2 separate regions of the Gossypium arboreum genome follow, and region 2 is linked to region 1. A link is a contact called in public Hi-C data. All regions are on one chromosome and are shown on one strand. The core of a region is the stretch at or near the end of the contact, and the rest is flanking DNA. Distances in the headings are between cores, read along the strand shown.

What was found. Hi-C and Micro-C count contacts between places; a contact is called where the count stands out from the background.
Region 2: a contact with region 1 is called in a Hi-C map of leaf, with 3 times the contacts expected there. The contact joins the enhancer-like site here to the promoter of LOC108464045 in region 1. A contact is called at or near these places in 2 of 5 Hi-C or Micro-C datasets (both in leaf).

What each region holds. Positions count from the first base shown.
Region 1 is chr13:107,280,134-107,285,014 of ASM2569848v2, forward strand. It overlaps LOC108464045, which reads left to right and starts at 2,544. Exons shown (of 4, transcript XM_017764123.2): 1 at 2,544-4,863. The coding sequence starts at 2,963.
Region 2 is chr13:107,417,516-107,422,396 of ASM2569848v2, forward strand. No RefSeq gene overlaps it. Among protein-coding and RNA genes, the nearest start is that of LOC108463835, 18 kb to the right of the region's middle. Within about 2 kb of position 1,971, at least 2 of the 2 cell types and tissues checked have an H3K27ac peak or open chromatin away from gene starts, as enhancers often do. A contact at or near this core is called in leaf, where this site is marked.

The DNA of each region.
Region 1 (4,881 bases), core at 1,294-3,793:
TTTACTCAATAATAATTAGGGTAAACTACACCATTAGTCACTAAATATGGGTAGGTTTTTGTTTTAGCCACTTAACTAAAAAAAGTTACAATTCGGTCACGGAACTATTCAAAAGTTTTCATTTAAATCGCTGAACTATTCAAAATTTTTTTATTAAAGTCATTAGTTGTTGAGTTTTTTTTTTTTTGAAGTTCCACTAGTGAGCTCCAAGCAACGGTTTGATGATCAGTATGATGGATCATTACCTATCAATGAGTAGAAGAATATACCTTAGATCCAAGTCAACCTGATGGTTAGTGTTGGAGATCATAGAAAAAAGTTTGAATTTTGGTTCATAGATTCGTGACGTTTAAAGCTTTTTCATGAAAAGAAACTAAATTGTAAATGAGAAGAGAAAAAAAAAAAGAAGCTTTCAATTAGTGCAAGCAGTGCAAATAGAGAAAGCCATATCTCATCGATTTTAACAACCCGATTAGTTAAATGAAAATTTTTGAATAGTTCAATGACCAAATTGTAACTTCTTTTAATTAAGTGACCAAAATAAAAACTTACCCATAGTTTAGTGACTAATTGTGTAGTTTACCCTAGTTATTCTTGTGCAGTGGTAAATAACTTGATTATGAACACGTGTTTGATTATTAAATATGTTAATTTTAGTTTTTTATTTATTTAAAAATCGTATAAAAGTATGAAAAGACAAAAATATCATCAAAATAATAATGGTGATCATTTAATAGAAGATGTAAATTAGTATTTTCTCAATTGAGTTGATATTTGATTATCTCGTGACACCAACTCAATCAAGGTTTAAATACTGATATAGACAAAATAATAATAGTACTCGTTTAATAAAAAAGGGTAAATTAGTAGTTGGTACCCAGATAACCCGTGATATTAACTCAATAGGAGTTTAAATAATAGTACAAATAGAAAATGTGAGTGAGTGAAAACATTTTATGTAAATAATTTAAAAAATTACCCAATAATTATTATTAGTATAGTGATAAAGAACTTATTTATAAATCTATTGAATAGATATTTGATCATGGGATATGCTAATTTTTTGAGGAATTAAATATGTTAAATTTAGTTCTTTTATTTAAAAATTATATAAAAGATAAAAATAATATAATAATTTAATATAAAATAAATGATACCCAATTAACTTATGATACCAATTTAATTAGAAATTTTAGAAATTTAAATAATAGTATAGATATATTTATATCGATATTTAGAATATCACTTTCCTATGGCAGCTTTCTTACCTTCCACACGATCTAGGAAATAAAATTACAATCTTTGTTATATACATAAAAATATTAAATAAAATTATTAAAAAATTATATTGTCAGATTGAGTTATTAAAATAAAATACTCTGATGAAATTAAAATACAATTTCTTTTTCAATTTTAATTTTAATGATATTTATTAGATTAACAAGCACATAAATTACTTTATTTTATTAACTTATTTATTTTAAGTAAAAATAAAATCATATATTTATCTCAAAATTAATGTACGACTGTATTGAAAATAAATTATAATTATTTACTATTTATTTGAATTAAAAATAAAATAAAATAAAATTTAATTTGATGGCACTCAAAATAAATTCAGAATTAAAATTTTAAGGTTTTACAAAGGAAAAGGAAATATTAGATAAAGATAAAGAAGAAAGTCTTTTTCTAAAATATTTCGAAGAAAATGCGGTTTTAAGAACACAAAACAAAACATATCGTGAGAATCATTGTCCGATCAAAACCGATCACTTTACATGGCTTCACTGGTAAGTTCTTTGTGGTCCAGGCGCGTGCTAACCATACACAAGCACTGACGTGTGATTCCCTACCAACAATACAAGACATGCACACACCGAATCTGAAACCAAAACCAAAACCCAAAGCATGATTTTATTTAAAAAAAGTTTAACTTTGTTATTAGCCCCTATACTTTATGAAAGTTATGTAATTAGTCTTTATACTCTAATTTGATCAATTTTAATCTCTATATTTTTGAATTGGTCAATTTTAATTCATGTAACTTTTTAAAATTTAAATTTTAGTCCTGACCAAAATCATAGCTTTAAATTCGTTTGGTTAAATTCAATTACTAGTTATGGATTATGAATACAGTTGTAAATTTAGTTCATATACTCTAATTGAATTATTTTAAATCCTATATTTTCAAAATTTGATATTTTAGTCTTGACATAAATGATAGTCTTTGATTTATTAATTGAAATTTTAGTGAGTGATATGTGGAAGTAATATACTAACATGTCATTATATATATTATAACATGTTTGGCGATTAGATTTTAAAAATAATAGAACTTAATAAATTTAATACTTATTTATTTGGTAAGGACTGAAAATTTGAAGTTTGAAAAATATAGGGCTAAAATGATTAAATTAAAGTATAAGGAAAAATCCACAATTTTAGCAAAGTACAAGGACTAATAGCACAATTTAACCTAGAAAATTTACAAAACAAACAAAGGTAAAAGCAAAAATGATCAAAAACTAAAATATCCTGCTTTCTTCTTTTTATTAATAAATAAATGAAAGAAATAGTAGTTAAATTAAATGAAATTAATTAGGGATTTTCATTTTTCCTTGTTGGATCTGGAACCCTAAAAATTAAAGCAGATGATATTCTTCTTCATCCAAGCACGCATCATCCAAATTCAATAAAATAAAAAAAAAACCAAACAAACAAACAAAAGAAGGTTTGATTTTGATTTTTCACTATCAATCATATATTTCATTTCGTGGATTCCCCAACTTATTGCTACTTCTACCCTTAATTTCACCTCCCGATATGTCTCTGTTTTGTTTTACATCTTCAGCTCTAAATTGGAAGTGATAGAGTAAATACACAGATATTATCTCTTGTTTATTTCTTGGGTTTTCCTTCATTTTCGATACTGCGTTGTGCAGATACTTGGTCTGCTTCAAACATGCATGCTAGACATAGAACCGCTGGGAATGACTATAGGTCTAATTCTATGGCGATGGGGGTTTCCGCCTCCCGGATATCCCCTGAAACATCGGGTAGAGGCCATGGGTTTTACAATTCAGAGTACCGCAACTTCAAGCGTGGTTTTGGGCGTGGTCAAAGCCACCCGAAATCGTTTCAACCGCATCCGCTCCCAGCACGCGAAGGCACTGACATATTTATGGAAGCTGGCCGTCTTGCGGCGGAATATTTGGTCTCTCAGGGGTTATTGCCCCCAACTGTGCTACCTGCTAAATGGCAGAACGGTAGGTTGAAGAAGCAAATGGGGGATTATCAAGACTATAGGTCACAAGAGGGTGATAACTTGCACGTTCCCTATGATGGCCGAACATCGGCACTTGCTCGTCTTAGAAATGCTAATTCTGATTTGGGTCCAGGCAGGAGGAAGTACCTTGATGATAATAACTCCACATGGTCTAAAAATCTTTCTAAAGGAAGAAGGAAAGAGGGATCTTACCGGGGTCGAGAATATGGGGGAAGTGGGTCATGGTCTGATCGGATTCGGGGTTCTCCTGACTTGGAGATTGATGATGATAATGTTTCTGGACATCATGAAGAGCCACAGGCTGGTAAAGATGTTGGTAATGGATTGCAGAAGTCTGTTTCGAACGAGTTTGCTCCTAAAGGTGAAGAATTAGATAACTTTGATGTTAAGTACAATCTAGAGGATGAATTGAGCTTAAAGGCAAGTTCTTCTGGTGCCGAGAAAGATCTAAAGTCTGAAACTGATGGAGAACTCCAGAAGAGATCGGATGAATCAATGGATTTTAGAGCTGAGGCTGTAGAACTGAAGGATGGCGGCAATGATAATGTTGAAACTGAAGAGGAGGGTATCTTGAATGATTCATCTTTCAAGCATTCTTCTACAGAGGATGATATCTCGGGGAAGACTGGTGCAGATTTACTGGCCCTCTGCAAATTTGCTAAGGTGCCTACTAAAACACGTTCTTCCTTGACATTGAAGAACTTAAAACCGGACTCAGTTTCAACCATTGAGCAGGAAGGTGTTTCTGATTTTGAATCTCCAAATGTTCCTCAAGCATTGCTTGAAGACAACTCTCTGGGAGGTTCCTCTGGTGATCTGCTATTAAATAAAACTCAGGATTCGAAACCTGATTCTGAACTTTCGAAAGACTTGTCAGTTCATTCTTTCGGCTTGGATCACATGTATGGTGTTGAGCAGGGTAAGTGTACAAGGTCTCAGTCTTTCCCAGATAGAGTCCTATTGCATGACACTGAGGAGGAATTGGCTCAGGAGATGCCTGGACTCCAAAGATCCTGCTCTATGGTTGTAATTGAAGAGAGAGGTGAAAAACGAGGTTTGGAGCAGAGTGATTTGAGAGAGGGAGCCAAAAAGCCAAGAGAATGGCTTCAGCCTGTGACTACAAAGGCTGAGTTCCTTCCCTTTTCTGATTTTGATGATAAGAAAGTAGGCTCAGTAGAAGGCACAGCTTCGCCTTCTGAGAAAGTTGGTGTGATTGTAGAACGAGGGATCCAAGACAGCTTGGTTACTACTTCAAGTTTTCCTGATGGAGATGGTGAATCAAGTGTCAGTTATGTACAAGAAAAGCAGCTTTTTCCAAATGCATTCAAGATATGTGACCTTAATCTGATGGAAGCGTCTGATATAAATGAAAGTCATCATAATGATCCAATTATTATGTACTCCTCCACTTCAGAAACCAAAAGTGAAGCAGCAACAATTGATATTGATTTGTCAATGAGTAACTCCAACTCTGGTGGTGGTAATAGGCATACAAGTAACTGCAAGGAGATTGAAGTAATTGATCTAGAGAATGATTGCACCCAAGAAGACAAGGCTGTTGATACTTTGGAGAGGAAGTAAGTTTTTACCAGTAC
Region 2 (4,881 bases), core at 721-3,220, 140 kb after region 1:
ACTAAATGATTTGAATCAGAGTGGTCTAAAGCTACTTGGACTATAGAAAGCTTTCTCATGAGATACCTCTTACTGGAACCTAGGAATCTATAAACATTCCCATTCCAATCTTTAATAAACGAAGTAAAATCAGTAAGAGTGTCAGCCATATTACCCACACAGTTCCACTTATATTTGACAAAATATGATAAGCTTGTGTGTTTAGTCCACCTCACTAGAAACCTAAAAGGTCTTCCTCCAGCCAAATTTAGATCTGGTCTTATATCTAGAAGGATGGGTCTATGATAAAATTTCATGCAAAAAAGGTGAGAAACTAAACATTGAAGGAAATTTGTCACCTAAGCATTATTAGCCAATGCCCAATCTAGTATTTCAAACGTACCTTCTCCTTGTTAAGTAAATGAAGGACCAATGTATCCCAAATCCTGCAAATCATAAGAATCAACAAAATTTCCAAAAAAAATTTGCATCTCTTTTCGGTCGCACAGCAACTTTTTTATCATCAAGTGAAAGAATAGTATTGAAGTCACCTATTATTAACCAAGGAGAGAAAATATGTAGTAACACAAATTTCAAACCATCCCAAAGTAGTCTTCGTTTCTTCGTATCAGGATTACCATAAACAAATAAGATAAAAAAGGAATTAGTAGAAAAAATATCATCAGCATGAAGGAGAATGAACTAAGGATGATTTTGGATAATTTGAATCTTAATAGAATCTTTGCAAACCACCCAGATGCCTTCTGAAAAGCCAACAGCTTCAATACGGTGAGAAAATTAGACCTTAATTTACCAATAACATAATTTTATTTTTTACTACTTATTCTCTGTTCCACAAACATCCTATATCTGGATTAAATTATACATTATATTCAGGAAAAACTCAAAGAAATTTACTGTTAGCGCACCCTTGGCAGTTCCATGAAAACAATTTTAATTTTAAATCCATAAAAAATTAAACATTAAAAAAAATTAAAAAGAGAACGATACAGTCTTACTGTCCATGAGGATCAATTCTGGCCAGATGCTCCTCTAACCTAACAAAATCACCTAAGTTGATTTCCCCTCTGTTATTAGTCAAAATAATCTCAGTCAAGTAGTTCATGGTCTCTCGCAACGGAACGCGTGAAGTTATCCAAGTTTTTGAATCTATTATATCAGCCATGATTGATTTTATTAAGTTTTTTTGTTATTTTCCTACCTCTAAGATTATCACCATTCTCTTTTCCAGATTAGCGAACCACTGCCTTCAACACAATTATTCCATTATTCCCCTCATCGTTAGAATCATATTTTTAATCTTTTTTCACCTTAAAAATCACAGCCGTGTGTTTTTTGGGGTCAAGGTTGCCGACCATCACCTCTGACGCAATACCTATCATTCCTTCTATTGTTGAGCATGGAGCAAAATTAGATTCCAAAGAATCCCCATCGTTGCCATTAAATAGCTCAAATTCTGAATCAACAGACTCATCATTCTTTATCAGATACTATTTGATGATAGTAGCTTTGGGTGTCTACTATCTTCCAAGTCCTTCTATAACCTTGTTCACCTTAGAAAATGGCATACCTTCAAGTGAGCCATTAAGATTCAACCGCTCATTAGTTTCTTTTATATTCTTCCTAGACTCGCCATTTCCTAAATGATTACCATTAGCCAACGTACTAGTTGCACCAAGCCCAACAGGCAACCCACTAGCAGCTCCATTTGATCTCACCAGGCCAGCAATATTTTTAAAACCCAATTTATTAGGTGAACCTTTGTCCACTAATTTACTTACCGGATGACCGTTGCTTTGCCTTAAGGTTTCTTTTTTGATGGTCCCCATTCATTATTCCTTTCCCTTTATTACGTCGATTGTCAATCACCTCGGTTTGATAACCAGAAAAAACCCTAGCATTTAGTTCCAACTCCATCAATACTTTAAACTTAAACATTCCCTTGTTCTTCGCTAGATTTTTAGCATTCAACTGCAGGGGATCCCTAGCCTTTCACCTAGATTTCTTTTCCACTAACATCCATGACCCGTAAGTTTTTCTGTTCTCCAACATGTTGTTGATAGCTAAATTTTGGTTTTTTGGTGATAAACCAATTAGCAGTGATTCATCTGTGGTGTTGTGTTCATCTGCCTTGAAGGTGCACATTTCTTTAACATGTTCATTTCTTCTACACTAAAAGTAAACCATCAGAAAAAATTCATATTCAAATATTTTAACTTTGCCATTAATTAAAATTTTAGAAACCAGAGGCCTCTCCAAGTTGATATAGACCACTATCCAGATAAAACAGCCTCTTACTCTGTTATAAGTTTTCATATGCAATTTGGTACCTTCTCGATCATTCCTCCTATTTCCCACAAAATCTTTCATTTGTACAAGTATCCTGTCAAACCAGGAAGCCTGATCCATGAGATTACTACCTTCGAAAAATTTTGTATTGGACTGAAGAAGGTGGTCCATGGTTGTACTGTCAAGTATTGGCCAAACACAATCCAGGGACCCCTAGAAAAGACCTTCTCACAATCAAGCTTATTCTGGAATTTGACTAGAAAATATCCATTTTCTGTGTCCATCAAATGGAATGGTGATGAGAGCTTTCATAAGCTATAGACTTTATTCTGCAGGACTGAATAACCAATATTACGCCCTAAAAGTTTCAAGATCATTGTGTTTTTCATATCTTTAATGAGGATTTGATGGATCTGATCTAAAAACTCAATGTAAGGGATACCATTCACTATAGACTTTTGGATATCTCCTTCCAATAAATCAAAATCCTCTTTCTCCTCTAATCCATTCCTATTGAATTTGGAAGATTGGCTTACTAGCTTGTCTTTCCAAGAGCTTATCTGTTCAGCACTCAGATCCATCACCATATCGTTACCTCTATTTCCATCTTTATCTCTAAAATGAATCTTGTCAGGGATCAAGCCTTCCATCGAGAATTCTCTAGAACCAATAACAATATTTTCACAGAGAGAAGACATGAGACTCCCTCAATATCAATTTTTTTCCTAAATTCCATCTATACTATTATTTAAGTCTCTAACTGAGTTGGTTTCACGAGTTAACCATGCATCAATTCAGTTAGGGAAATTATAGAAATATCCTTCTTTAATTAAAATAAATTATATTATGTGAGGGTATTTTAGTCTTTTATTTAAAACCCAATAAATATATATATATGGTCGGATTCGAATCCACACTAATTAGATTAGTAAAACCTTAAATTTAGTACTCAAGTAAAGTTTCATTTGACTTTGACATATGTTTTAATTGTAATATGCATAATTTATTACCTTCTTTAGTTGTATATCTATACTATAATTTAATATGATGTATTCATGTGTTTAAATTTAATTTTACTCACAATTTAATCTAATTTTTAATATCGTACATATTTCATGTGGTATTATGATTATTTAGTTTCAAACCATACGTTTTATTATATATTGTATGTTATTTTGTTGGAATTAAGTGACCGAATCCTTATTTAAATGAAATACAATGGTAAAATAAAATAAAAGTAAAATCCATATAGAACTATATTTCTTTTATTTTATTTTAGAATAAGGTTTTTTAAACCTTATTAAATTCCATCTTTTTTATATTGATTAGAATAAGGTGTTTCAACCTTACTACGCTCTTATTAGAATATGGTTTTACAAGCCTATAAATAGCCATAGTCTACTACTCTTGTAATTATTCGAATTCAACATAGTGAATTTTCTTCTCTTCTGTCCGTGTTTTTTTCCCTAAAGGATTTTCATATAAAAATTTGTGTGTTCTTTATTTTTATTTCTCTTTTCTTTGCGATATATTGTCATTAACGGCATTCTATTTTTTACAAATTGGTATCTGAGCTTCTGGGTTGTTTATCTCGATCACGGTAATGGCGTCTTTGAAGTATGAAATTCTGTTGTTGGATTACAACACCAGATTTATGTTGTGGCAGATTAAGATACAAGCAGTTCTTGTGCAGATGGATTTGAAGCATGCCCTGCTAGGCATAGATAAAATGCCTTCGACATTAATGGATGAAGAGAAGAAGAATAAAGATCGAAAGGCATTAACACAATTACATTTGTATTTGTCTATCGAAATTTTGCAAGATGTGATGAAGGAGAAAACCACTGCTGTATTATGGAAGAGGCTAGAATAAATATGTATGTCGAAAACTCTAGCCAACAAGTTATATATTAAGCAGAGTCTTTATGCTCATCGTTTGGAGGAAGGTGCGTCTATGCACGAACATTTAACAGTGTTTAAAGAAATTCTCTCAAACTTGGAGGCCATAGAGGTTCAGTATGATAAGGAAGATCTAGGGTTGATTCTACTTTGTTCATTGCCCCCGTCTTATTCAACCTTTAGAGACACGATTTTATATAGCTGCAAGTCTCTCACAGTTGATGAGGTTTATGATTCTTTGACCTCTTATGATAAGATGAAACATCTTGTGGTTAAACCTGACTCTCAGGGAGAGGGTCTTATTGTTCGTGGGAGACAAGATTGAAATGCTGATGATGATCATGGAAGGACACATGAACGAAATCCTCGGGGTAAATTTAAAGGTAGATCAAAGCCTTCAAACAATGGTAAAACTTGTAACTTCTGTAAGAAAAAAGGACACATTAAATCTGAGTGCTATAAGTTGCAGAACAAGAACAAAAGGGAGGCTGCGAATCAAAAGGGAAAACAACTAGAAAAATTTGGTGAAACTGATGTTGTAGAAGACTACAGCAATGGTGAAATTCTAGTCACTTCTATCGATAATTAGTGATCGAGGAGTGGATCCTTGATTCGGGCTGCACCTTCCACATGAGTCCCAATAGGGATTGGTTTACAACTTATGAAACAGTCTCTGAAAGTGTTGTATTGATG